4 separate regions of the Gossypium hirsutum genome follow, and regions 1, 2 and 4 are each linked to region 3. Evidence: chromatin contacts called from public Hi-C data. All regions are on one chromosome and are shown on one strand. The core of a region is the stretch at or near the end of the contact, and the rest is flanking DNA. Distances in the headings are between cores, read along the strand shown. Region 1 has its middle 49 kb from the start of LOC121218549. Region 2 has its middle 8.6 kb from the start of LOC107962826. Region 3 holds the start of LOC107901011 (E3 ubiquitin ligase PQT3-like). Region 4 has its middle 27 kb from the start of LOC107962826.

Region 1 (6,613 bases), core at 3,349-5,848, 140 kb after region 3:
AAATATTCTCAAAAACTAAAACCAACTTTAAGATTTAAATTAATTTTACTCCAAATTTAATGAAGAATTCGTAAATAAATGAATATTTACTCACATTTTAATAGCTGTAATTTGGGTTTGTGCTCAAAGTTTAAAGAAACAAATTGATGCATCACTTCGAAGTTGGTATAAAAATCTCCAAATAAAAAAACAAATCAGGGCTTCCCAACCCAACCACCATACCTAAAAGAAAAAGAAAAAGTGGTGACAATTATGAGTGACTTATTTATTTGTCGGATGTGATCTGTTCCATCTTTTATAGACACCACAAAATTTTCTCAATCTTTATTTCACAGCATGCAAGAACGAAAAGCATGTGCTTGTTTGATGACGGCCCCCGTACAGCAGAGCCACAGTCCGTAAAATCCTTGCAATTTTCAATATTATAATAATTTTTCAAGTGAGAAAATATTCATGTGTTTTCATATGTTAATGGGATGTAAGTCTCAGCTTGCACTACCAATATATATGGGATTATAGGAGGTAAAAGTAAAATTGAATCAAGTGAATTAATTTTTGTATATTAGATTAAAAATAAAATTAGTTATTTTTGTTAAAAATTTTATTCATTTGTACCGTTAAAAATTGACATGGTTTACGGAATAGTTAGACAGTGACATGTGACTAGAGGTGCTCATGGGTCGGGCGGCCCGGCCCGGTCCGATGGCCCGCCCGAAATATGAGAGGGTTTGGGTAAAAATATAGGTCCGAAATATGGGCTTGGGCAAAAAAATAAGGCCCGTTTAGAAAACGGGCCGGGACTCGGGCACAACTTTTTTGGTCCGGGACTGGCCCGGCCTAATATAATAAATATATTTATTTTTTTAATTTTAAAATATTTTTAAAATGCTTTTTTTAATTTAAAAATATTTTTAAAATACTTTTTTTTTAATTTTTTTAATTTAAAAATATTTTTAAAATACTTTTTTTAATTTTTAAAATAAATTTTTGGTATTTATTAAAAAATGGGTCGGGACGGGCTAGGCCCGGGCTTATGATTTTTTTCCCGGGTCGGGCCTGGGCAAAATTTTAGGCCCATATTTCGGGCCGGGCCGAAATTTTTTTATGGGCCCGGCCCATGAGCACCTCTACATGTGACGTGCTATGTATACCTCATATTGACGTATATGGACCGATTTTTAATAGCATAAACATATAAAATTTTTAACAAAAGAACCAACTTGCTTTTTGATAATGTACAAAGATAAGTTTAACCTTTTTTTTAATAGAAGGATAAAATGTAATCTGAATTCTAGTATAGTAACCTTAGTTGTACTTTTACTGATATAAGATCACTAGGGATAAGTGTTATGTATTGTACCCATGGAGATAGATGTATATTCTTACAAAGATGCACTTAGTTTACTACAGCTTTGACAAGTATACAAACTACTGGTCAACTTTGGATGCAAAATCAGCCATGGTGAGATGGAATGTTGAGGGAATATTCTTTTTCACTGCAAATATTTGATGTTTGGATAAACAATGGTGAGGTGCAGTTGAAAATTTCAACCTCACTGCCAGCCTCATTTTGAACCGGAGCTAAAAGCTCCAGTCTATACACAGTGGGCAGTCAACTTTTTTAGCAGACAAAAATGCCCATATTTTTATTTATTATTTTACCATTTTATCCTTGAAAGTTAAAGTAATTTCTTTCCCATTTTACCATTTAACTATAAAAAATTAAAATATTGGAAGATACATTTTACCATTTAACTATAAAAAATTAAAAATAATTATCATTTTATCTAATAAATAATTTAAATTAATTATATAATTCATTAAAATATTGGAAGATACATTTTAATATTTTATTAAATTAATTTATCAATTCCCATATTTTAATAATTTTAAAAAAGTAAAATAATTTAAAAAACTTTTAATATATATCAATTCTAATATGATGTCCTTAATAGTCATTTTTTTCTCACCTCACCGCTACAGTTGCGTTTGAATCCAAACACACACTCCACCATTGTTTCTAATCTCACCGCTACAGTATCCAATCTCACCGCTACAGTAACTAATCTCACCGCCACCGCTATTTTTAACCTCACCGAAGGTAAACACACCGCCCATCCAAACTAAGTCTAAGGCTTGTTTATCCTAGCGTATGTTTTATGGAATAATATGCCTAAGCATTATACTTCCCATGGCAGGCAAATTAGGTTGGTTAGTTTGGTCTTCCTAAAATAGAACCATGGGGCATTTCAATTGCGTTTAAGAAAAAGCAAGAGAAGGTTTAAGGAAGAAAGGAAATTGTAGAATTAAATGGTGTAAGATGATAGAAATACCTCAACTTATAACTCACCTAAAGGGTAGTTGACTACTTTAGTAGAGGCAAAGTGCACACTTGACAAACCTGTGACATGTTGGTCATTGCCTACTGTGTGGTGCTTGTGTTGAAGGCTACAGCCAGCTGTCGTTTATCAGTGCATTAGATTCAGTAGATCATATTTATTTTTCTCTTATTTTCTATCCAAAACACTACATTAATGTTTTGAACTAAAGAAAGGGATGAATCCTGATGGCTTTTGTAGCAAAAATTATAGAATTTTAATGAATTCATTGTCGATGAATACCCTCTTTTCGGCTGTTATTTCCAGGCCCATGAAGCCAATCCTTCATTGTCGATGCACTCGGTAGCTGCAGTATAAAGTGATGGCGGGATGCGGGTTTGTTGTTTTGATTCCAAGTCATTTGGATGTTTTTTTTAACCATATCATAACAGTTCCGATAGTTTCGGATTTTGGTTTTTCCTTAAATGGATTTTTTTAAATTACTTATTGGTCATTTCAAAGTTGGACTGGCTTAGATTCTAATCAATTTTGACTTTGGTTCGATGGATTATATTTTACTTATTTTACTAAAAAATAGATAAATTATCCTATATATATTTGAAAAAGAGTACAAATTAATCAAGGTAATATCCAAAGTGGAATTAATTTTTAATTTGAAAAAAACATAAAATCCAAGGTGGTGTATTGTGAAGAAAAATAAAAGGTAAAAGTACTATAAAGACCCTTATATTAAGAGCCAGATTGTATTTTACCTTTTTTACAAAAAAAAAGAAAAAAAAAGAAGATAAATTAGTCCCGTTAAAGAACAATTGGTCATTTTGTTAAAAATTTCATCAATTTCTAGTATTAAGTATTAATGTGGCTAACAACAAAACCAGACTGTGATATATTACATGCCACATATATCTCATGATGGCATGACAATACTTTTAAAAATTTAAAAAATCTTAAAAAAATAAATAATTTTTTTACAACTGTTTTTAAAAGACCACATCTATGATGAACACAACCATTTGATCAAGTTCATCTTGAACATGATTTTTCAAACAATGATAAAAATTATAAAAATATAAAAAAAATATTAAGAATTATAAGAAATTACAAAAAAAGAATATTGAAAATATTAAAAACAACTATCGGGATGAGTCTGGACTAATGGTTCTCTAGGCTCAAATAAACATTGACTATCATTTGTCTAAGTTTATTTTAGAGTAGTTTCTTAAATAGTTATTAAATAATTATAGAATTTATTAAAAAGATATTAAGAAATATAAGAAATTGTAACTTTTAATAATTATAAGAAATTATAATAATTAAGAATTATAAAAAATATTAGAAACTATATGTAATAAATAATTATTATAATTATTTAATAAACCTCTCCGGAATTAACCTTGACGTTAAGGCTCATTTGAAACTAAACAACTATTTGTTTAAGTTTATTCTGGACATTATTTTTAATAATTTTTAGATAAGTTTAATAATTAATTATAAATTTTAAATAATTATTTATAATTTTTTTTTTAAAAGGCCGCGTTCAAAGTTGATACTAGATATGGTGTTTTAAATAATTATTAAGAAATTTTATTTATTTTTGGATTTTTTTTTATTTTTTAGTAGATGGGTAAAATGAAATCTGAATATTAGTATGGGGAACTCTATGGTACTTTTACTCAATTCTATTTATCCTTTAATTCCATGTCACTTATATAAAAAAATTAAAAGTCAAATTATCACTCAACAACATAAATGGATGAAATTAAAAAATAATAATTTACACTTTTATTATATATATAAAATCTAATTTACTTATTTTTCTTCTTTTACCCTCAAATTATTAAATTATTACCTGATAATCGAATTTAAATTGAAATGAATCGGATTAAATTCGCAAGTCCAAAACACCTATAATTTTCAATACGTTAGAAATTCTAACCCAACTTCAATAGCCCATTTTACTGGTCCTGTTATGGCCCACAAATGAGGCTGTCGAACTTGTATGAAATCATTATATGCCAACTGCCAACCGCAAACCGCCAACCGCCAACCATTTTCCTCTCAAAAAGCCTTTAAATAAAGCTTTTAATTCAAGAAACACTTTTAACTGCTTCGTACCCATTTTCACCTATTCCTTGCATTTCAGATTAGATGTCTTGTGGAAGTAGTGGACCAGACGATTTTTATTTAAACCGATAGATCGGGTCCAATTTCTATATCTTCAAAGGGGGGAGATTAAGATTTTGTATGATTGTAAAGTGAGCAATGAGGACAAAGCAAATATCGACGTGTAAGGTAATGCCAATAGAAGATGACGGTATGGCTGGCGGGGTCACCAGAAAAAGCTCATTCACATTTGAGACTGGATTCCAAATTGGACCACTAGTATGATAGATGGTCCACATTCTGCAAGTTTTAAGCCTGCTAGGTTAGTGAAAAATGTTATTTGTGTTCTTTCTTCCCCTCCCGTAAAGAATTTCAAATTTTCTTTTAAATTACAATTATACGAGAATTATAAATTTTATAATAATGAAATTATACAAAGCGTCAACGTTGACTGCAGTAGAGGTGAGTATTCGATCGGATCGAATCGAGTCAAATTGAGTCAAAAAATTTAAGTTAGTCGAGTTGACGAATCTTATTTTAGCAACCAACTCAATTTGAATTTTTTTTTGAACCGAATCGGATTGAGTCAAAAAATTTTGAGTCAAGTAGAGTCGAGTTAACGAATCTTATTATTTATACTCAATGTTACGTTTACATGGACTGATTATTTAACTAGTACACAAAGTATAAGATTATTTAACTACATAAACAATATAATGATTTTGCCTTTTAACTTAATGAGTAAACATTCATCAAAGCGATGTAGTTTTGCCTTTTAACTTAATGATTTTGACTTTTAACTTTAGAAAAGGTAAACATTTATCAAAACGACGTGGTTTTGCCTTTTCTTATTCGGATTTTCTGATAACTCGAATTATTTAATTCATATTCGAGTTAAACCGAAAAACTTAATTTTTTATTCGAGTTGATCTGAATAACTTGATTAACTCATATAACTCGAGCTATTTAAATCAAAATTTGAAATTTTTATCAATTTTTTTGAATCGAAGCAGATTTTACTCACTCCTAGACTATAGTGGTGGTTCATATCGCATGTGATATGAAGAGATACTAAGAATGGAAGTTTGGGTTGATGTTTTTACAGGATGACTGCTAATGGTTGAATTTGATTTGATAGTTGACCGCTGCCAGACGTGCAAACACCTTGGCTGAAATACTGCAACAAAAAGGTAAAAAATAAAACAATAGTGCCCGCAATTATATGGGTCAAATTGTAATATAGTAAGTTTACAACGAAACACTTCGGAAAGTATTCTGAGGATCGTACCCAAGGGAGATTGAATTAAACCAAAAACTACTTTCTACACTAACAATGCTAAACATTAATAATCGAAATTATAGTATGAATAAACAAATAAAAAAATTAAGTAAGAAAAATAACAAAAAGTAATTAAATAAGGTTAATAGTCGAAATTTATTCAATGGACAAACAGAAGGTTAACTCATATCAATGTTTAAAATTAACTTCAGAATTTGGGTTTTAATGAATTAGCTAATAATTAACTAGTTATTGCCTTTCAGCCTATAGCTAATTAACTAATTGACAAAAACCACTTATCTCTCAACCTCTTAGTTTAAACTAGGTTGAATTAAGAGTTGTTCGGTAAAGTATTCTCTCGACCTCATTTACCTATATTACTTCCTAGAGTTGTTAATCTTAAGGTTTAAGCATACAAAATTCACGCCAACTAATTCTAAGGCAAACCCTAATTCTTCCATTAATTAATCTCACCTCCGATCGTTAATCTCCCTAGGGGTTTAGCTACTCATGGATCTAAATGCAAAATTTCCTAACTTTAATTTAAACATGCAAAGTAAATATTAAACTAAAGAAAAGGGAAAAGAGAAATTGATTCGTTTCGATGTTGAATGCACTCAAAAGTCAAAAACCCTTTAACAGTCGTCGAGATAATATCGATTGCAAATGGAAACCAAAGAAAAATTATGAAATACTAAAATGAAAGCTTGGAATTAATTTGGATCCTCTAAAAAACAAGAACAATAATTCTGTAGAGAAAATAAAACTAAATTGAACTAAAATTAAAAATCTAAAAATGGCCTCCTTAGCTAAGCCTGAACATAACTATATATACGCACCTGTTTCTACCTTAATTAGGTCAAATACAGGCCATTAAACTGAATAAAATACA
Region 2 (7,364 bases), core at 1,951-4,450, 210 kb before region 3:
GGACAGTACAGGTATTTGTGTTGATCCCCTTCTCTAGGAAGATCCTTCAACTGCTCTGAGCATTCTTGAAAATCCTCTATATCCTCCTCACAAGGTGACTCTAGCAACATTTGATATAATTGGATTTTAACACATATGTGGCTAATGTGGTACTTGGCTCCACACCATAAGCAAAGGCCTTTTTGCTTTCTTTCATCCATGAATGTAGGACTTACTCCTTTTGTGGACCCTTTAGATGACACAGATCCCCTTGATGATGGATAAGCCTAGGAACCAGATTGAGCAGAGCCATGTGGTCGAGTAGAAATAGAAAAGCTAGGGGTGAACTAAACCTAGGCAATGAATTAGCTTCAATTAAAAATCCCTTCCTAGGAGATACTCCTAAAATACTCTCTATTTGTTGAGCAATGTGGAACCATTTCACCAATGTTTGAGGTCTAAATAGTTGTAAGTACTAAATTATTTTCGTTTTCATATTACTAACAAATATTCTAAGGGTATATGATTTTGGTAATTGTAACTGGTTCAAAAGGCTTACAAATTGGTCGTGATATTGCTCCACTGGGCCTTGTTGTTTCAAGGTCACCAATTCAGCTATCAACTCCTTAAATATGCTTGATCCAAAACACTTTCTCAAACTATGAGCATAACAAGTCCAATCCAACAAGTGAAGACCTCCATGCTTTTAGGCAAGAAGTTATGTTAATCTAAGGCTCAACCTTCTAGGTGAAGCGCCACTGTACATACCTTATCATACTCAAGCACTCTTTTAGTTGCAAAGTACTACTCTAGCTTCAACCACTAGCCCCTAAAGTCAGCTCCATCAAAACGAAGGCATTCTAACCTGTAGGAATGCTCCTAAAGGAACCCCGAACTAGGTAGGTTCAAAATCGTAGGTCTCAAAAGAGGTTGAGGGACTTATAGAGGATTCTTAGATGGAAATCCTAGAGGTGGCACTCCCAAAACCCCTTTCCCCTTGGCTTGAACAGTTGCTATTGTATTCAAAGTAATGGGATTGCCCAAATACTTTTTAAACAAAGAGTGCATCTCCATACGAAATTCCTCTTTAAAACATTGCAATCAAGCCTCTAGCTTAGTATCTCACTTGGAACCCAACTGGGAGAGTTCACCTTGGACTTTTACCATTTCTTGTTGAAGAACGCCCACATCCTTCTGTAGTCTCGTGGTCACACCATCCCTGGACATAGCAAATCGTTGAGCTCCGATACCTTGATACAGTTGAAAATAGAAAAAAAAAGAAAAAGAACAATCGCAAAAACGGTAGGAGAAACTAGGGAAGAGAATAGAGAAAGATAAATTTGTGCAACAACTAATTCCTTTTTCATAACTGGCTCAACTCCCTTACACCCCAATATATAGGAAGGAAAATGAAAATGAATTAATTGCTTAAAATTTAGTTAAAATGAATGGTAAAACTAATAGTACCTAATTTTTTAAAACACTCTGTTTAACTAAACCCATGCTGCGCATTGTTTCCCCTTGTTCCATTTCGACCCATAACATCAAACAAAATAATAATAATTTTCTATATTATTAGTTGATAGAAATTAACAATATGTGTAAATTAAAAATTATTTTTTTAATATATTTTTCAAAATTTTCTATATTATTAGTTGATGGAAATTAACAATATGTGCAAAATGTTGCTTTTATAATATTTTTATCATTTGTTAAAAATTTTTCTTTAAACCATAACAAATAATATGTTTTAGTAACAAATGTTTTCTTTTTCTTCTTTCTTTTTCAATCACTTTAATCAAAAGAGAAACCCCAAATATTTATTGTTTCTCTCCAATTTTAAATTTAAAAAATGTGATATGAAATTAATTTAGGAGGGCAATTCATTCATTTATTAGTATAGTAAAAATACTATGTTAGAAATTATAGATTGCAAATTTAATTTTTTGATGAGCACTTATTCAATTTTGGAAAGTAATAATTATAATTCAATAAATACATTTAGAAAGTGATAAATTATCATTCAATGGATACATTTTCATGGGACATATTTCTTCTAAGAAGTATGTTCAACACGAAGGGTTGTGATTCTTCAAAATAGTATCCTTTGAATGCATATAAATGGATGGTCTATGGTAGAGGTGATCATGGCCGAGCCCAGACAAAATTTTAGGCCCATTTTCTAGGCCCGAGCTTGACTCGGCCTGAAATATGGGCCTAAAAATTTGTCCAAGCCCGGCTCGAAAGAAAATTGCTAAGCCCGAGCCTGGCCCAGCCCATATTAAATTTTACAACACCAAAAAAGTATATATTTAATATATATATTTGATTAAAAAGTATATTTGATTAAAAATAAAAAATATATATTTAATATACATTCGGGCCCGACCCGTTTTCTAAATAGGCCTCTTTTTTTGTCCAAACTCATATTTCGGACCTATATTTTTACCCGAACCCTCTCATTTTTTGGGTGGACCGTCAGGCCGGGCCGAGTATCCCAACCCATGATCACCCCTATTCTATGGTGCTCACAAATCACAATTACAATCAATCCTATTTTCAGAAACTAGAGTAAGAGTTAGGGAATTCCTCGATTTTGCTAATCAAAGGAAATTCAAAACTTCGTTGTATCCCGGGAGTACCTTTGTCTTAATTCTCTAGCAACTTTGTGTGGGGGCAAATAGTTCTCTTTGGAAAGCATTATTTGCGCCTCAAAGCCTACTGTTTATTTCCATATAAGTCTTCGGTTCTATCGTCTCCACTCAAGTTATCCAACATATCATAAGCTTTAATATTTGTGCAGTTAATAATGAAAAAAATTAATAATAATGAAATAAAATGTAATTTTAAATGATTTTTTTAGTTCTGTCAATTAAATAATAAAATTTTACATTTCAACCAAATAAATTAAACAAAATAATTTTTCATTCTAATAATCCTATTATTAGATATAATTTTACATTACATCCTCCAAAACTGAACACTTAGCATAAAAGTGAAGTGAAAAAGAGCATCTAGGGGTCAAAAAATGGATGAAAACAGGTAAGACTATCTTTTATGACTTATTCTTGATTAAATTCCTTTTGTCGCTTATTGATTATGAATGCGTAGCTTTCTGTAAGCTGGATCGCCTAATTCCTGTCATCTTCTTAGCCCACACCGAGGACGACATCTATAAGTCATTACTTTTCTTCTAACACACCCTTTTCCTTTTTTGGCTCAATTACTCTAAATTCAATAAAATTTGGCATCATCCTCACTCAACACAGTTGTAGAGAACGAAGTGGACCATGCTCTACCATCATTTTTTTGTATTAATATAATGACATGGATTTTTTTTTCTTCTAAGGATGTAGCAGGGTAAGGACTAAGTGGGGCCCGGCTTCTTTGATTAAATGAAATAATACTAATTTTAGTCCTTTTAATTATAAAATATTCAGTTCATACCCTTTTAAAACAAAATTTTATTTGGATAAATTCATAGGCACTTACCCTTGTACATATGTATATAAAAGAATCAAATTCACGGCTACAACTGTAAAGTTCACTAAGTAAAACCCTTTTGTAGATATGCAGAAAGGAAGGCTATACTCCAACTTTTGACTTGTCTTGGCTTTTCATACCACAATAATAATATATGTTGAAAATCGATTATCCATACCCTAATTTTGGGTTTAGATTCAACTCATAAAAAGAAGAATCTATAATCAATCCAAGGGGAATACTACAAAATCCGAAAGACCTTTTAGCCAAAATCTTAATTTCCTTTTTGAAAGAGTTCCATTGTTTTATGATTTTAAGTATAAGGGAAGCGTCTTTGATTAATGTGTCAAATGGTAAATTTATAATTTATATAAAAATAAATCAAATTACAAATCCTTGAGATATGCCCTATATAGATTTAATTGGTGGGTTTAATTGTTTTTTTAAACAACATTTAAATACTTATTTGGGTTTATTTCACGTTTGGGTTTAAGTATTTTAAATATAATCACTTCAATTGTCTCTTTAAATCAAATGAAAATCATCCTTGGAATCGTAATCTAGAAAGATAATTTGTTTTTGTCGTCCTGGAGAAATCTAGCGTGGGGATATTATTCTTTTCTTCATAAAGTAAACCAATTTACATGTCACAAAGCATCCCATGCACGTGTCCATAGAGAATCAACATTGATGCTACATATTCCAAAAGAAATCATCTCGAAAACTATTTTGACAAGACACAATACTGTCATGGTTCCGAATATGTTTTTTTACCCCACAAAAATCAAGATTAGCTTTTTCTACAACTACTTCAATTTAATCTTCCAGTATGAATAAAGTCTTACTTGATTTGTTTAACTAAAATATAGTATAAAATCTTTCAAACCCTACTTGATTGTATTTTTCTTCATTTTGATTGACCACATTTATTTGCTTGGTTTCTACTTGATTTACAGCATTGAAGGACAACCTAAAACACTAAATGGGTGAATGTGCCTTTTATGCATCATTCCCCTAAATCCTTTCATCATATAATCTTGTAATGGTTAAATTTAAGCTAATTATAAAGTCGTTTTTTTAATTACATGGTTAAATTAAGTGAGAGTTTTTTTTATTTAAAAAATGTTATAGCAGCAAATTTAACAACACAATTTAACAATGTTAATAGTTGGACCTGAATTTCGAAATTTGAAAAGTAGAGGGACTAAATTCATGAAATAGAAGTACATGAGCTAAATTCCTAATTTTTTTATAAGTATAGGGACTTATAACATATTTTAACCTATTATAAAATAAGAGTTAACTCTAAATTTTGGTCAAAATTCTTGACTCAACTCGAATCTAATCTATAGCATATGTAAAACACATGTATAGCTAATGTATGAACAGTCTGGATCTAATGTGTTAAAAAAAAAGCAATATCAATAAAATTTAGGAGGAATATTTTTTTAAACACGTTAAATCCAAGGAGCCCATTCGATGAGTACAGTTGTGTTTAAAATTTGATCTTAAATATGTTCCAAGTCAAATCCAAGCTAACATTTAACGTCTAAGGTTACGATTAAACTGATGAAAGGATTTGATCAATATGATATGAAATGCTTTGGGGACTCAATTAGAATGTTTTAAATATGTTCCAAGTCAAATCCGAGCTAACATTCAATACCCAAAGTTACAAATAGGTTGATGAAAGGGTCAGGCTAATATGAAAGTAAATACTTTGAAGACTCAATTAAAATATTTAAAATTTAGTTGTCCCTAAAAATAAATTGTCAAAATTAATCTCTTTGTGTTTTTTTTTATATATTTCCTAAACCACTTATACACCCTCCCAACCTTTAACAAAATTAAACTGGAAAAACATTACACGAAGCAAATCTTCAACCTTCAGGAAGCTATGATGACAACTAAATTAGCTAATGTGGAGCTAATCTCTTTGGTCTTTTGTAATACTATGGCTATTAACTTTTTTCACCTATGAATTTAATTGTTTTTTTAATACATTTATAATTGAACAAATCACTATCAACTTACACTGATTGCTACCCATGACGTGAGTTTTTGAAATCAACACTAGTGTGCTAAGTTAAGAGCCGGGTCATATGAACTTAATTGTTAAGCAGTAGGTGTTGTTTAGTGAATTATAGCTTTAAGTAGGCTCGCAATACAGGTTGTAAGTAGAGGGTAAAAATGAGCATGTATTAAAGAGTTGTAAAATCCGCAGGAAAAAGGAAGGTAGAATCCGTCCATGCATGACAAGATTCCCAAAGAACGTATAGGATGCTCTGCATGGGATTTAAACGAGGAAAACCTTCACCCATTGGTTGCTCCATCTTACAAGAAATCATCATCTTATAATTGAACTCTAAAGCTGCTCTGGGTCCCCTCCCATTTTAGCATTTTAATTTCTCTGCTTTTCATAAAAAAAGTAAAAGGGGAAGGGAAGAAAGAAAACAAAGTAGTTTTGAATTGCACCCACTTTCAAACAATCCCCCGCAGGTAAGGTTAAACTCAAACAACAAGAAAACCTAATGGTTAAGAAAACCTATGTCTTTTATTAAGGGTTTGGTTTTCTAGCAGTTTATAGTTAACTAAATGGTAATGTTTTTATTTTTATTTTCGACTTCAATATAAATTTTTTAGCTTTAAGTAAGGTTTTGAGCTGAAATAAATATATATATATAAAGGAGATTTCTATTTAGGAGTCCAACTTGATTTTACTCTAAATTTAGTCAAAAGTCTAAAATAAATATCCGAAATCAAAAGAGGGCAAAAAGAAAAGGTATGGTAATATTGATATTGAGTCTTGTTTCAAAAAGAGAATCAGATACCTAACTAATTCCCAAGTTTATCATTTGTTTTTTCACATCTTATGCTTTGTTTAGCTTGTGTTCTTGAAAAGGATTTGACCCCTTTATTTTTTGGGTGCAAGTTGAAGTCAAATTATCTGGAACTGGAACATCAATCCCACTTGAGTTTGTTTATTTATCTTTGGATATGACATGAAATTGAACGGTCTATATTGGTTGGCTAAAAGGCACGTTGACAATGACATGAACCAAAATTTGGTCTAGAAGCTAATAATGGGCTTAGTGCTTTTTTAAATAAATTAAGGTATTTTTCATAATTATTCCTTCCATTTTCACTATTCCAACTTAACTTTGATCATGTCCATGCTTTCAATTTTAGGAGCTTGCTAATCAAATCAATTTTCAACTTCATCGCCTTTATCTTTCTTTCCAGGAATAATGACAATGATCAAAACTTTTTTTTCAATTTAGAATTTCTTCCTTTTATTTTAGGATAACTAAAAATTAATCCCTTTAATTTATTTTCTCACAATCCCATCATTTTATTTTACAAAAAAGCATTCCCACCTTCCTAATTTTAAAAAAATTATTTTAGTACTCTCTATTTATTTTTCGTTTTCTTAGCCCTTAAAATTAGTATTTTTCTTTATTAAATCACCCAAAAATGAATGAAAAACCTAATGTTTTTTAACTTTGTTAACGTTGCATGCAAGTGGATGACACACCGGGATTTAATTATTTTTTAAATTTTAAAAAATAAAACTATTCTTTTCAGATAGTTAAAATTTATTAGAAACTTATTAATATATATTTTAATATTTTTTAAATTTTTAAATTTTAATTAAATGCTAACGTGTTATCTATGTGCAATCCATGTGTATGCCTTGTTAGCAAAGTTAATAAATGTTAAATTTTCTATCTATTTTTGAGTGATTTGACAAAAATGTAAGTTAAAGGACTAAAAAAAATGAAAAATTAAATGAAAGACTAAAATAACTTTTTTATAAAATTAGAGGGCGAAAAATCGTTATACCTTACAAAAATTAACAATATAGTCTAGTTGTTGGTAACTATATTAACTTAAACCATTGA
Region 3 (6,616 bases), core at 3,816-6,315:
TGATTTTGTATCTAGATGTTTGATATGTCAGTAAGTTAAAGCTGAACATTAGGTACCTTCAGGATTGTTACAGTCAGTGACGATACCAGAATGGAAATGGGATAGAGTTACAATAGATTTTGTATCGGGGTTACCCCTATCTCCGAAAAAGAAAAATGACATTTAGGTTATCGTCGATTGTTTGATGAAGTCTGCACATTTTGTTCTGGTACGTATGGATTTCTCTCTAGACAGATTAGCTGAATTGTATGTTTTAGAGATTGTCAGACTACATGGAGTGCCAATCTCCATTATTTCGAATAGAGATCCGCAGTTTACATCACGATTCTAGAAAAAGTTATAAGAAGATCTGGGTACGCAATTACATTTTAGTACCACATTTGACCCTTAGACTGATGGTCAGTCCGAGCGTGTGATTCAGATTCTTGAAGATATGATTTGATGCTGTGTATTAGAATTCGAAGGCAATTGGGAGAAATATTTGTCGTTAGTCGAATTCGCATATAATAACAGTTTTAAGTCAAGCATTAAAATGGCACCGCATGAGGCTCTGTATGGTTGCAAATGTAGAACTCCGTTGTATTGGACTGAGCTCAATGAGAAAAAGACACATGGAGTTGATTTGATCCATAAGACTGAAGAAAAAGTGAAAGTGAAAGTGATAAGAGATAGCTTAAAAGCAGCTTCTGATCTTTAGAAATCCTATGCAGATCTTAAACGCAAAGAGATAGAATTTCAAGTTGGTGACAAAGTATTTTTGAAAGATTCACCTTGGAAGAAAGTTCTTCGATCTGGCATAAAAGAAAACTGAGTTCATGATTTATCGGGCCGTATGAAATTATTGAGAGAATCGGACCTATTACATACCGATTAGCTTTACCATCAGAGTTAGAAAAGATTCATAGTGTTTTTGATGTGTCTATGTTACGACGGTATCGGTCAAATCCTTCACATGTTATCTCTCCGAATGATGTCGAGATTCAGCCTAACATGACATACAATGAGGAATAGATCAAAATTCTGGCACAGGAAGTGAAAAAACTAAGAAATAAAAAGGTAGCTTTAGTAAAAGTTCTCTCACAACAACACGGAATAGAAGAAGCTACTTAGGAACCTGAGGAACCTATGAGAGAGCAATATCCGAACCTTTTTACTAGAGAGATTTTTGAGGAAGAAAATTTCTTAATGGGGGAGAGTTGTAACAGTCTGTTTTCAATGAAATTGGAACAGTGGTTTCAGGACCACAAATTCGAGGTCAGAAGAAAATTTATTTTAAAATTATTTTATGGTCAACATTATGATAGAAATATCGTATGGAAATTTCGATAATAAATTTTACCGATTTCATGTTTAATTTGATTAAAAGGACCAAATTGCACAAAGTGCAAAAGTTGAATTCTAGTAGCTAAAGGTACCAAATAGCTATGGAATTCAAAATTGGAGGTCCTTATATGGCAAATAGACCATTTAATGGAGTTAGTAGATAAGGATGATTATTCATCATTGGAAAATTAAATAAAGTAAAGGGTTAAATTGGAAAGATGATAAAATAAACGATGATAAATGAATTAAATAATAAAATATCATCATTTTTCTTCATCTTTCCTAAAATAAGAACATGGAAACCCTATTTATGAAGCTTGAAGATAGACAAGCTTATTTTGATTAATTAGGTACGTATTATTGTCTCATTTTTAATAATTTTTATGTTTCCGATATTGTAATAGCTTAATCTAGCTATCTCGAGGATTAATTTGCAAAACTATTAAAGTACTAGGGTTTTTCCATGGATAAGTATGTATGAATTTTTAAGTTTTATGGTAGAAAATGAAAGGTTGTTGATAGATAAACAACTTATGGACTAAATTGAAAAGATGGAAAATTCATGGAAAAATTTTGAATTTTGTGAAATACAAGGGCTACTATGGATATGTATGAAAATCAATTAGGCTTGGAATAAGGATTAAATTGTATGAATTTCATTTTCCGATCCTAGGGACAATCGTAATTAATTAAAAGTATAGATAGTAATTTTTCTAAAGATTTTTATTGGACTGAATTGAATATGAATTATATTAAATTGAGTTAAATTTATTTGTATAGATCCGGATAGACCTAATATAGAGTTAGATCGAGGAAAAGAAAAAAAGTATCGGATTAGTAGCCTACAAATCTACAAACATTTATCGAGATAAGTTCATGTAACTAAATTGTATATTTATTTGTTTAAATTGAATGATATGTATGTGAAATATATAATTTTCATGTGTAAGTATTGATCACATATCCAATAAGTACCAAGTCCCATTTGAACCTTGGAAATTCTATGGATACAAATGACATGTCATTAAGGGTTCCCGAATTCACAATCTCACATTCAATACCGTCACACAATTAAATTCAACCCACTTTCTTGATATTCAATATATATCACACCAATTCAATTCATACGATCATGATATACTCACCTCAATATCCAAATTTTCAATTAACATGTATATGCAAACAATGAAATCAATCCCAAATCATAAAAGTACAAACCGGGGGTCTCGCGTCTCTCGTCGACAACTCTCATTTGTCTTTTCCCTCTCGATGGCTCAGCTTTGACGTTAGCTACATATGATAACACAACAAAATAAGCAATATAAATTCCAATCCAATTCACTATAAAATACAAAGTCAAGCATATTTTGCAATTTATTCAATTTAGTCCCTAAATCCGGGATAAGCATAACTTTTGATATAAATCTTCAGATTAAAATCTGATTTCATATTTACTCATTAGGGACCCCATACTTTTTATCCATAGCATAATTTCAATTTGGTCCCTAATGCAACAAAGCTAATAATCAAGCTTATTAAGTTTTATAATTTAGTCCTTTTATTTCTATCAATTTAAAGCCTAATTTATCAATTTCTCAATAATGAAAACCTATCGAAATCTCAAAATTGAACAAATTGATACATGGGCTAGCTAAATCAAGCTCCTATAATCATAAATCTATAAAAATCAAAATAAAATAACTTAGGGACTTGAATTTTGGCTGATTGTTTAAGAAATTTTGAAGCTTTCTTCTTCTGTTTTCTAATGGCTACGGTGACATAAAGAAAGAATATGAAAGCTTCAACTTATTTTAGCTTATATACTAAGCTTAATGCTTAATTAACTTAATTAACCTTTTATTAATTATTTAATTAAATTATTTTAATTGTTATTTTAATCTTAATGCAAATCATCATTACAATCCACTATCATCCAACTAAAATTGGTTTATTAACCATTTTATTCATTTGGATAATTTTTATATAGGTCCCCAAACCTTTTCCTAATTAAAATTATATAGTGGTTGAACTTTTACAATTTAGTCCCTAAGCCTTAATTAACCATATTTTCGGCTAAATTACTTAATTTAATGTCAATATATCTTTATATTAACTCCATAAATATCACTATTTAATATTTATGGACTCGATTGATAGGAACGAGGTTTCAAAATCACATTTTCTAATACCACTGGAAACTAGGTTGTTATAGGAAATGAAAATTTGATGTGTGAATAATATGTATGGATACATGTATGTATATATATGAAAGTATTCCTAAACTAAGAGGTAAAGGATTAATACTACATGAACCACTTATGAAAGTCTTAAACGTGAAATTCATAATGTCATAGGCTAATAAACTACGAAAATGTAAGTTGAGCCCTAAAAGTCGATTAACTTAGCTAATTCGTTAGTAGTGCTAAATTGTTGTGAGTAAGTATTAATATAATGTGTTTAAGATGGGTTTAACACAAATAAAATATAGGATAAGTAGGTTACAATAGTTACTTACTAAGCTTTTGAGCTTAATGTGTTAATTGTTTAAAACACATATGTTTTAGACTATTGAGAAGATGGTGCCCTTGACTTGGGAGCATTGCATTACCACTTAAGTTTAAGATTGTAATTGATTAATTTAGTTGTAATTGGTGTTGTACCTTGGCATGTACACAATCACATTTATTATAATTGAAATGTAAAGCTATTTGTAAAGTTCAACTCTTTTAATATCTCCTTTTGGAAGCTTTTGTTCCGTTACTCTATTCGAGCACGTGTATGATTATAATTTTGTTTAATTGAGTTTCAAATGGGTTTTAAATGAATTGGGAACTTATTAGCTTGTTTTGATGATGTTTAGAGTTGATTTGAAGTATTTTTCAGCCAAATTCTACTCTAGGGGTCCAAGGTCTCAAGACTTACACCTAAGTTTCGAGACTTACAAACATCGAAATCAAAATTCTACGGTTCTAGACCTAAGTCTCAAAACTTTCAAGCCAAGTCTTGAGACTTGATGTTCAAGTATCGAGACTTGTAGCCCCTGCACCTGCACAACTTAAATTTTGAGCATTTTAAGCCTTATAACCTTGTTTTATGTTTTGGGCATGTCCAAATCCCTGAAAAGCATTCCAAAATAATTATAAAAATGTATTAAAGAAATTTATTAAAGTAATTGAGTTAAATATAAATTCAGACAACTTAGATTTACTAGAAGTAAAATATAATTCAATTTGAATTTAATTTCAAAGTATTTGAATATAATTTTTAAAGTAAATGGATTTTCATTATTTTATAATTAAAAATGAAAAAATTGAATAAAATTAAATAGAAAATAAAATAATGACAAAGGTTTAGTTATGTTTTCATTTAAATATTTAGTAAATAGATATGAATGGAAGAGTTTATGTGATTTTTTTTCAATCATGCAATCATGAATAGTTTTCAATGGAGAAATGTATTTTACACCAAGACTGAGAGGTAAATGTCTTTTACTTTTTCTGTTATATATATTTTAATTAAATTACTTAGATTTTGACACACGGTAAAAATGTTTTTTAAAATTCATTTTTATTCTAAAAAAATATTTAACAAAATTAATTTAAAAGCAATCGTAGACATTACAAAAATCATTTTTCGCATCGGGCCCAACCCAACAGGTGTATAGTTAAACATTCGTGCCAATGTCACGCACTTCGCCCGTGGTAATCTTGTCGTACCCGCCGCGCTATAAAAACCGTTTGGATTCACACTTGATAAAACGAACAGAATCCCCAAATTCTCTCGCAAAGAGATTCACAATTCGGACGCACAACAACATCTCCCTTTTCCCTTCCTTCCTCTTTTCTGGAGATTATTCCGGATAACTGAGTTCCTAATTGAACTCGCCGATTCCATCTCAGCCATGTCGGTCCACTTCAAATTCAGAAGCTCGCGCAATTACGATTCGGTCGACATTGGAGGCCAGCCTTCGATTTCCGTTCGTGATCTCAAATCCAGTATCGTCCAAAACAAGAAACTTAATCTTTTCCAAGATTTCGATCTTCTCTTCTCCGATCCTATCTCCGGTCAAGGTTACCTCCCGCTTTCTGTCTGCTTTAATTTTATTATCTGTTTGGTTGCTTTCGCTTCAAGTTATGTACGAATCGATCGTATAAATCAAGTTTATAGTTATAGCGAGCTAATGATTTACATGGAATTGGATTCATACGTATGGAGGATTGAATAGCTTTTGTAGCCAGTGTTATCTAGGAGAGAAGACGCACTAAGCCCTAGAATCCTTATATTGACTATAGCGCATAAGTAAGCGAAAGATGAATATGTATGTGTTTGCACTTTATTATAAATAAGCTTAATATATTACTTTGATGTAGTCCAGTTTCTATTTTACATATGCAGAATTTTCTTTTTTGTTTTTCTGGTCAATATGCATGATTTTTTTATGGTTGTCTTTGTTATTGAATACACAAATAATGAGACCTGAAGAGTTTGATATTATCCATTTTTTACTCTTAAATATAAAATCAATGAAGAAATAAAAATTAAAGAAATTAAAGACTTCAATCAAACAGGCTGTTTTTGCTCCAAGTGCCTTATAGAAATGCCTGTGCCTCGACCCAAATAGTCTGAGGCGCTTTTGTTGTCTAGTTCTAAGACACAGCAGCTAGTCACTTGCTTTAACTACATGGGTTCCAGCATAGGCTGTCACTCAGTCAGATCTGCTAACAACTACTTTGTCTGCTTGATGGATTGGATACAGCTTACGTGCATGAAGATTTTCAAATTCCTTGTGGCTCGAGTGTGATCATAAAGAGAGTTCCTGCAGGGTTAGTGCTCTCTCAGTTGACTTCAATTTTAGATACAAAATTTATTATGTGGCATCCTATCTTGGTTCCTTACCTATGAATGATGACTATCTTCAGGGCACACTTAGGCTCATGCAAAGTTTTTGCTACCCCGGATGAGAAAATGAGCAAAACCTCTCATCTTCAGGTGAGTTTTATTTTTGCAACCCCTGATATAGTAATTGCATATTGGATGTTTAATCACATAATTTTATGTTGATATGAATAAATAGATTTAGAATTGTTATTGTTGCACTTTTCTCTTTATTTACGAGTAATGAGATGAGAATGTTTTATGCTGTCTTCTATATTTTAATTGCTTGAACTTTTACACCATGTTCACTGCTGCCTTTTAATATAGTTATTCTACTACAATTTTGTTAAGTTAATGAAATTCAAGATGGATGAAGAACCACAAACACTTCTTGTAAATAATACTTGTAGACCTTAAG
Region 4 (6,386 bases), core at 3,105-5,604, 230 kb before region 3:
TTGTCCGTACAATTGGGGCTCATTAATACTAGGTACATTGTATCGCGAGTTTTGTCGAGTGAAAAAGCATCGTGTCGTGGACATAGGTGGGTGTCTAGGATTACTGCAATCCTGGGCACTTTACAGGATGCCATTCTTGGCATTGATTACTCACCAAACATATGTCTTCCAACTAGTGAATAGGTGATAAAATTTAACCATTATAACAACAATTTTTCTTTTTTACGAAAATTTGTTCACACAAGTTTACTTTTTTTCGTAGATGGAGTTTTTCTTTGAGTATCGAGAGGTCATAGATACTTTCGATTTACCACCAGATGATTGAAACACAAGTCGAGGCGAGGTTAATTTTTACTAATATTCATTACATTTAATTACTTTATTTATTTTATTTAACTCGTGCTACTATAATGATGTTATTAATTGTGCAGTTCATCTGGATGTCATATTCCTTCCCGAACATTGCGACTATTATTCCCCCGTCTGCTTACATCCACTCACACTTATGGTGCATTAACGCACCCTTACTGAATTTCTCAACAATTGAGTGGCTCTAACTCGTACGCAGCATATGTATTCTGAAAAGACAAGTTACATTTTCAAATTAATTTGTGGAAGTATTAAAAACATTTAAAACATATGTTGAAACTAAATTTTACTCATTTTCACAACTAGTTTCTTTCAATCTGCATTCTTGTAGTCTCGGTGGAAGTTAGCCACGATGTGTCGAATGCAGTAAACAGATCTCCACGGAAAATCAAAATGCCTAATCGCGACAACTAGTCCCTTCGATCTATCAGATATGATGCAAATATTGTTGTCCCTAACAACATATATCCACAAGTTTGTTAGGAAGAATTTTCATGATTCCATGTTCTCCGACTCCACAATGGCAAATGCTATCGGGAGCAAGTTCCGATTCCTATCTTGAGTGACCGCAATAAGTAGGATCTGCGTATATTTTTCGTATTGTTAGGTCCCATCAACCTGCACAAGTGGCTTGCAATGGGTAAATGCTCGTACACATGAATCGAACGTCCAAAACATCAGGTGGAAAACTCTTCTTCCTAGTTGTAGTTGATTGTCCAGGTCGTAATAAGGTTGTGTCTGCAACTCAATGACAGTCTCTAGCACATACTCCCACATAATGGTTATCCACCCATGTAGGTCATTGTACGACACATCTCAATCTCTATACAACTACTCTAGTGTCATATGTTTAGTTATCCATGTTTTCCGGTAGGACACCCAGTACTGGAATCATTCTTGCATTTTGGCAATCAGTACTGAAACAGGAATTGTCGGCATGTCCTTCACCATTGGCATGATGCAATTACATATATTTTTGGCATCAAGTTTGCAGTGATCTTGCATCATGCGTGTTAAACTGCATGTGTTAGGCCCAAAAAATTTTCGGATCACCCACATTTGCGACCTTTGAATAAATGTGGCTCGTACCCGCCAATTGCAACCTTCTGCCAACCTCCAACACTCCCTATTATACAATGTCAGTTTAGACACGGTAACTTTACAATCAATCAACACATTCATGCTATACCATTTAATGGCAAATACGTAGTCTTCCTTGGTTGCAAATTTTTTGCCCACAAACAACTCCTCAAGTTCAAGATCTGCGGCCAACCAGTGAGCATGTAGTATATTGGGGTACTCCGGGAACTCAAATACATGCGTCGCATCAGGATCTATGATCAATATGTGCTCTCTAAGATCATTGTGTATCATAATGCCTCGACTTGTGTTCATGACTGGAGACATGTTAACATTTCCATCATCATTCGCGCCTTCTTCGTCGATATCATCCAGGACCTCGCCTAGATCAGGATCACTATAATCTTCAACCTCGCAATCAAAAGGACCATTATTATCATATCTATCATCACTATTCGCATCGGTCTCAATCACCACCGAATGTATTTGTAAATAGGGACCAGGATAAGGTTCTCAGACAAAGGTGGAGCATTAAGATTGATGCCGATCTCGCATATAGTCGATCGCCTATCAACATGTGCTCTTGGAACCACCGTACATGAATATTGAACTCTATGTTCTTCACTTAATAGAGAGAAATCTTCAGTTGGCTCCACATCAACTAACTCAGCAAACAACTGAATCGGTTCAGTTTGGCCATTTCGATTCGAGCAATAAAGTGCGACCATTGTCTCTACGTCTTCATCGTTTACAAGTTCCATCTGGTGAATTTGATGCAATCTGTTGAAATTGGAAATTTTTAGAATAGTTTCGAAATCCTCCTCCAACGTCTAACAATTTTTGCGTTGATCATTTCTTTCATATCATCAACTGAGATATTTCTATTAAATCTCATTGCAATTTGTTGGCGACATTCAAATATACATCCAACTATTGTTGTCAAAATTACTTCATTGAACTAAACACATACGGAAAATTGATTATCCATCTTCAATACTAAATCTATAAAAATAATTAAATTTCTCAATATTTTATTTCTAAAAAATATATTGTAAAAAAATAAAATTGGTATATACTAACCTTACAAATTCTTCAATAATTTCTCTTTTACTACAACAATTTTTTTCCTCTTCTTTTCTTATCTTCAAAACTGTTCAAGAAAACACTGCTTAAATAAGGCTTCTCCACTAGGTGCCACCTATCAGGGACCCTCCACTAGGTTCCGCCTTTAAAACACCCTCACCCATGTAACTCGAATTTTTACCCCAGTTTCACCCGTGTATGGACACAAAATGCAGGTGTCGTCTATCCTACTCCCTCCACCATTTAAACATATTTTTTAAAACACAAATCATATGCTAATGATGCTTCCATGTTTGCAATAGAAAAAATTGGTGGTGCCACCACCCTATCTCCCTCCACCCCCAACACTGTTCAAAACATACCATTTTGATAAATAATGATTGGCATATCATTTAGGTATTTAAATATTAATTATGTATTACATGCGTAAAAAAACCTTTTTTCTATTTTTTTTATTTTTAAATTTTAAAATGTTTTTTATTAACGTGTCTAAACAATTTTGATAATTAAGCTGAATTATTATAAATTAACAGTTGCTTACTGATTAGGAAACATGTGGGTCCCAATAATTCCAATCAATGATAAAGAAAGACTTGGAAAAGATCCGACAGTTGACAATGCTTGACTTTTTTCTTATGACTCCTAAATTACATATAACCTCCACAAATTCTAAAATTTTAAATTGGAGTATATTACACGTGTATTGAAACCTACATCTTTTACATTGTTGTAACAACAATAATATCAATTGAATTATAAGACTACTCTTAATCTATCTGAACGATTGACAATCCCGTTCCAAATATGTAAAATAAGATGTTATCAAGATAGCCAATATATGGCACATTTATTTTTTCTATTAGAATTGGAATTGATATAAATAGATATAAGTATGTTGTGATGTATCGTTTCAGATTTATTAACATTTTTAAAATATATATTTATAGATTTCAAATAAATGAAAATAAAATATTCATTACTAAATTTCACAAATAAAAATCAATCATTTAACAATTCAAAAAAAAGCATTAAACAATAAAATTTTTCACAATAAAATCATCCTATACTAAATATAAAGTTGAAGTGAAGCTTTGAGAAAATTTTCATTTCATTTCTTTTCTTTTTCCCTATATACAAGTTGTTTACTTATTTTTATGTTGTTTAAAAGTTAAAGTCAGTAAACTTTAATGGTTAAAATTAAAGCTTTTATTATTATTAGTATAAATGATAAATATATTTTTATATTATTTTTTATATTATTCATATATCATTTGATGCATAATGTTTCGATGGATGTGATCATAATTAGATAGAATAAATTGATAAAGTCGATACAAATTAAAATTTTTACTGCTGTGGAAAAAGAGAATTGATTGTTTCGATTTTCCATTAAAACAATGTACACCAAATGATATAGCAAAAACTGATGCATAAGCAACTATATTGATGGTTTAGGTTGTCATTAATTTTTTGTTCTCAAAATTACAGCTAATTAATTTGCTCAAACAAAAAATTAAAATTTCATCTATATATTTGTTTCAAATTAGAATTCATATTAAATTAAAATTTCATTTTCAAGGAGCGTTAAAAAAGAAAAAAAATTTAAGTTATAATAATTTCAATAAATTAATTATTATAAAAACTTAGATTAAATAATTAACTCAACTCTAATTAATTAATTAAAATAAATTCAAACATAACATAAAATTCAAAGTCCAAAACCTTGTATTAAAGCAAAGCATTTTTGTTAGTATGGTATTTAGAGGTGGAGATTTAAAGAATTTAGAAAATTGGGCCTAGCCCTTAATGTGGGCCTAAGCCAATGGGCTTAACCCCTTATACAAACAGTTTCTTCCAGGCCTCTCAAGTCTTCTGCTTCTGAACTAACTCATGTAGACCTCATCATGATCCAATTCGATTGGATTCATCAGCTCGAATTTCATTTCATTTAAATATACTTGAATCCGTTGAATACATTAGCTTTCAACTCTAACTTGTCCTTGTTCATCCAACCCTTACATGGTTAAAATGTTTCTTAATGTTTTATTTATATTGTTATAATATTTTCTAAATTTAAGATTTTCTAATCAAATATATAAAAAATGTATTTATAAAAGTAAAATATATGTAGAAATTCTTTTAAAATTAAGAGATTAAAAGTTAAAAATATGTAAAATAGTAACATTAAAAGAGAGATATTTTAGTAAATATATTGGAGTGAATTCTGTTTAAACTTGCTGGCTTCACCTTTGAAAATTTTAGTGAAACTTTTAGTTCCGTTTGATTTTAGTAAATAACAGTTGTTTTGTTTTTTTTTCTTGAAAAATAGGAAACATTGAAAATTTTATTTGTTTGAAAATTTTAAAAATAAATTTTGGGAAATGAAAAATGAAACTATTTGATACTTTTAATCTTTATTTTATGTAAAACTGAAAAGTTTAAATGAATTGAGTCTAGTTTTTAAACCTATATAAACATTAAAAAAAATTTCAATAGTATTAAATATCAAACTTGTTACCTTGGCTCAAATTCATATAACTGTGGGATTATTTCATTTTATTTCTCAATTTCTATTATAGGAAAATAAGCACCAAACAAGTTTTCATTATTGAAAACAAATTTTTTATTTACAAAATATGTTTTTAATTTTTAAAATAGAAAATAAATATTATTTTTAAAATAAAAAGAAAAAAAATGAACTTTTTATTTTAATGTTTTAAAAAATGGTTTTCATTTTATGTTTTTTTTTAAAAAATTTGAAAATACATTTTATAATAGAAAAAAATTTGTTTTCAATAATGGAAATATAAAATTACATTTTGCACATGTTTTCCATTATAGAAATATGATAAATAAAATTTTCCTAGATTTATATGGATTTGAACTAGGGTAAGAGATAATATTTTAAAATTATTGAAAACAAAAATGGCTTTGAATCAATGCCAATTCATTAATTAAATTTAAAGTTAAAAAATCTTGTTTTTATTATGAATGCTATTAAGTGGATGTTCACTATAATCAACTTTTCACCTTTCATATTCCTTAACTCTTCACATTTCATCTCCTTAAAACCCCTTTCCTATTTATGTATTAGATATATAGGAATTTACTAGTTGTGATTAGAGGTGTTCATGGGCCGGACCGGGCCCAGAAAAAAATTTCAGCCCGGGTCCTAGGCCTGGGCCCGGCTCGGCCCGAAATATGGGCCTAGAATTTTGCCCAGGCCCGGCCCGGGAAAAAATTTATAAGCCCGGGCCCGGCCCAACCCGGCCCTGCCCGTTTTTTAAATAAATACCAAAAATTTATTTTAAAAATTAAAATAAAAATTAAAAAAAGTATTTTAAAAATATTTTAAAATTTAAAAAATTATTTTAAAAAAATTTTAAAATTAAAAAAATTAAAAAAAGTATTTTAAAATTAAATAAAATAAAAAAATAAAAATATTTATTATTCGGGCCGGGCCGGCCGGGCCCGAGCCAAAAAAGTGGTGCCCGAGGCCCGGCCCGTTTTTTAATCGGGCCTCGTTTTTTTGCCCAATCTCATATTTTGGGCCTATATTTTTACCCAAACCCTCCCATATTTCGGGCGGGCCACCTCTAGTTGTGATGATGATGAAAAATAATAGAATGCAATAGAAATCCCCCTATTCTCATATATATCTTTTATCTATTATTCTTGTTTTATAATACGTTATCAACACGCACGCTTAAATTAATCTAAGAGTCTTGCGATCTTCATTAGTTTGGATCAAGGTATGTTCGCATCGTCAAAAGTTCCACTAACCCCGTAATTTGTTAAAACTTCTAACATAGCCAAATTACTTGTAATTTATTTTGTGACTAAATTATTGTAAT

The links. A called contact is a pair of places that touch in the nucleus more often than the background predicts.
Region 1: a Hi-C map of leaf shows a contact between it and region 3, with 1.8 times the contacts expected there. The contact joins the enhancer-like site here to the promoter of LOC107901011 in region 3. A contact is called at or near these places in 4 of 34 Hi-C or Micro-C datasets (all in leaf).
Region 2: a Hi-C map of leaf shows a contact between it and region 3, with 1.8 times the contacts expected there. The contact joins the enhancer-like site here to the promoter of LOC107901011 in region 3. A contact is called at or near these places in 3 of 34 Hi-C or Micro-C datasets (leaf and seedling).
Region 4: a contact with region 3 is called in a Hi-C map of leaf, with 1.6 times the contacts expected there. The contact joins the enhancer-like site here to the promoter of LOC107901011 in region 3. A contact is called at or near these places in 14 of 34 Hi-C or Micro-C datasets (anther, callus, hypocotyl and 2 more).

Annotation. Positions count from the first base shown.
Region 1 is chrD06:17,766,858-17,773,470 of Gossypium_hirsutum_v2.1, forward strand. No RefSeq gene overlaps it. Among protein-coding and RNA genes, the nearest start is that of LOC121218549, 49 kb to the left of the region's middle. Within about 2 kb of position 4,599, at least 7 of the 9 cell types and tissues checked have an H3K27ac peak or open chromatin away from gene starts, as enhancers often do. A contact at or near this core is called in leaf, where this site is marked.
Region 2 is chrD06:17,417,926-17,425,289 of Gossypium_hirsutum_v2.1, forward strand. No RefSeq gene overlaps it. Among protein-coding and RNA genes, the nearest start is that of LOC107962826, 8.6 kb to the right of the region's middle. Within about 2 kb of position 3,201, at least 4 of the 9 cell types and tissues checked have an H3K27ac peak or open chromatin away from gene starts, as enhancers often do. A contact at or near this core is called in leaf, where this site is marked.
Region 3 is chrD06:17,626,848-17,633,463 of Gossypium_hirsutum_v2.1, forward strand. LOC107901011 (E3 ubiquitin ligase PQT3-like) reads left to right here and starts at 5,066. Exons shown (of 15, transcript XM_041095896.1): 1 at 5,066-5,393; 2 at 6,080-6,146; 3 at 6,243-6,312. The coding sequence starts at 5,225.
Region 4 is chrD06:17,400,032-17,406,417 of Gossypium_hirsutum_v2.1, forward strand. No RefSeq gene overlaps it. Among protein-coding and RNA genes, the nearest start is that of LOC107962826, 27 kb to the right of the region's middle. Within about 2 kb of position 4,355, at least 1 of the 9 cell types and tissues checked has an H3K27ac peak or open chromatin away from gene starts, as enhancers often do. A contact at or near this core is called in leaf, where this site is marked.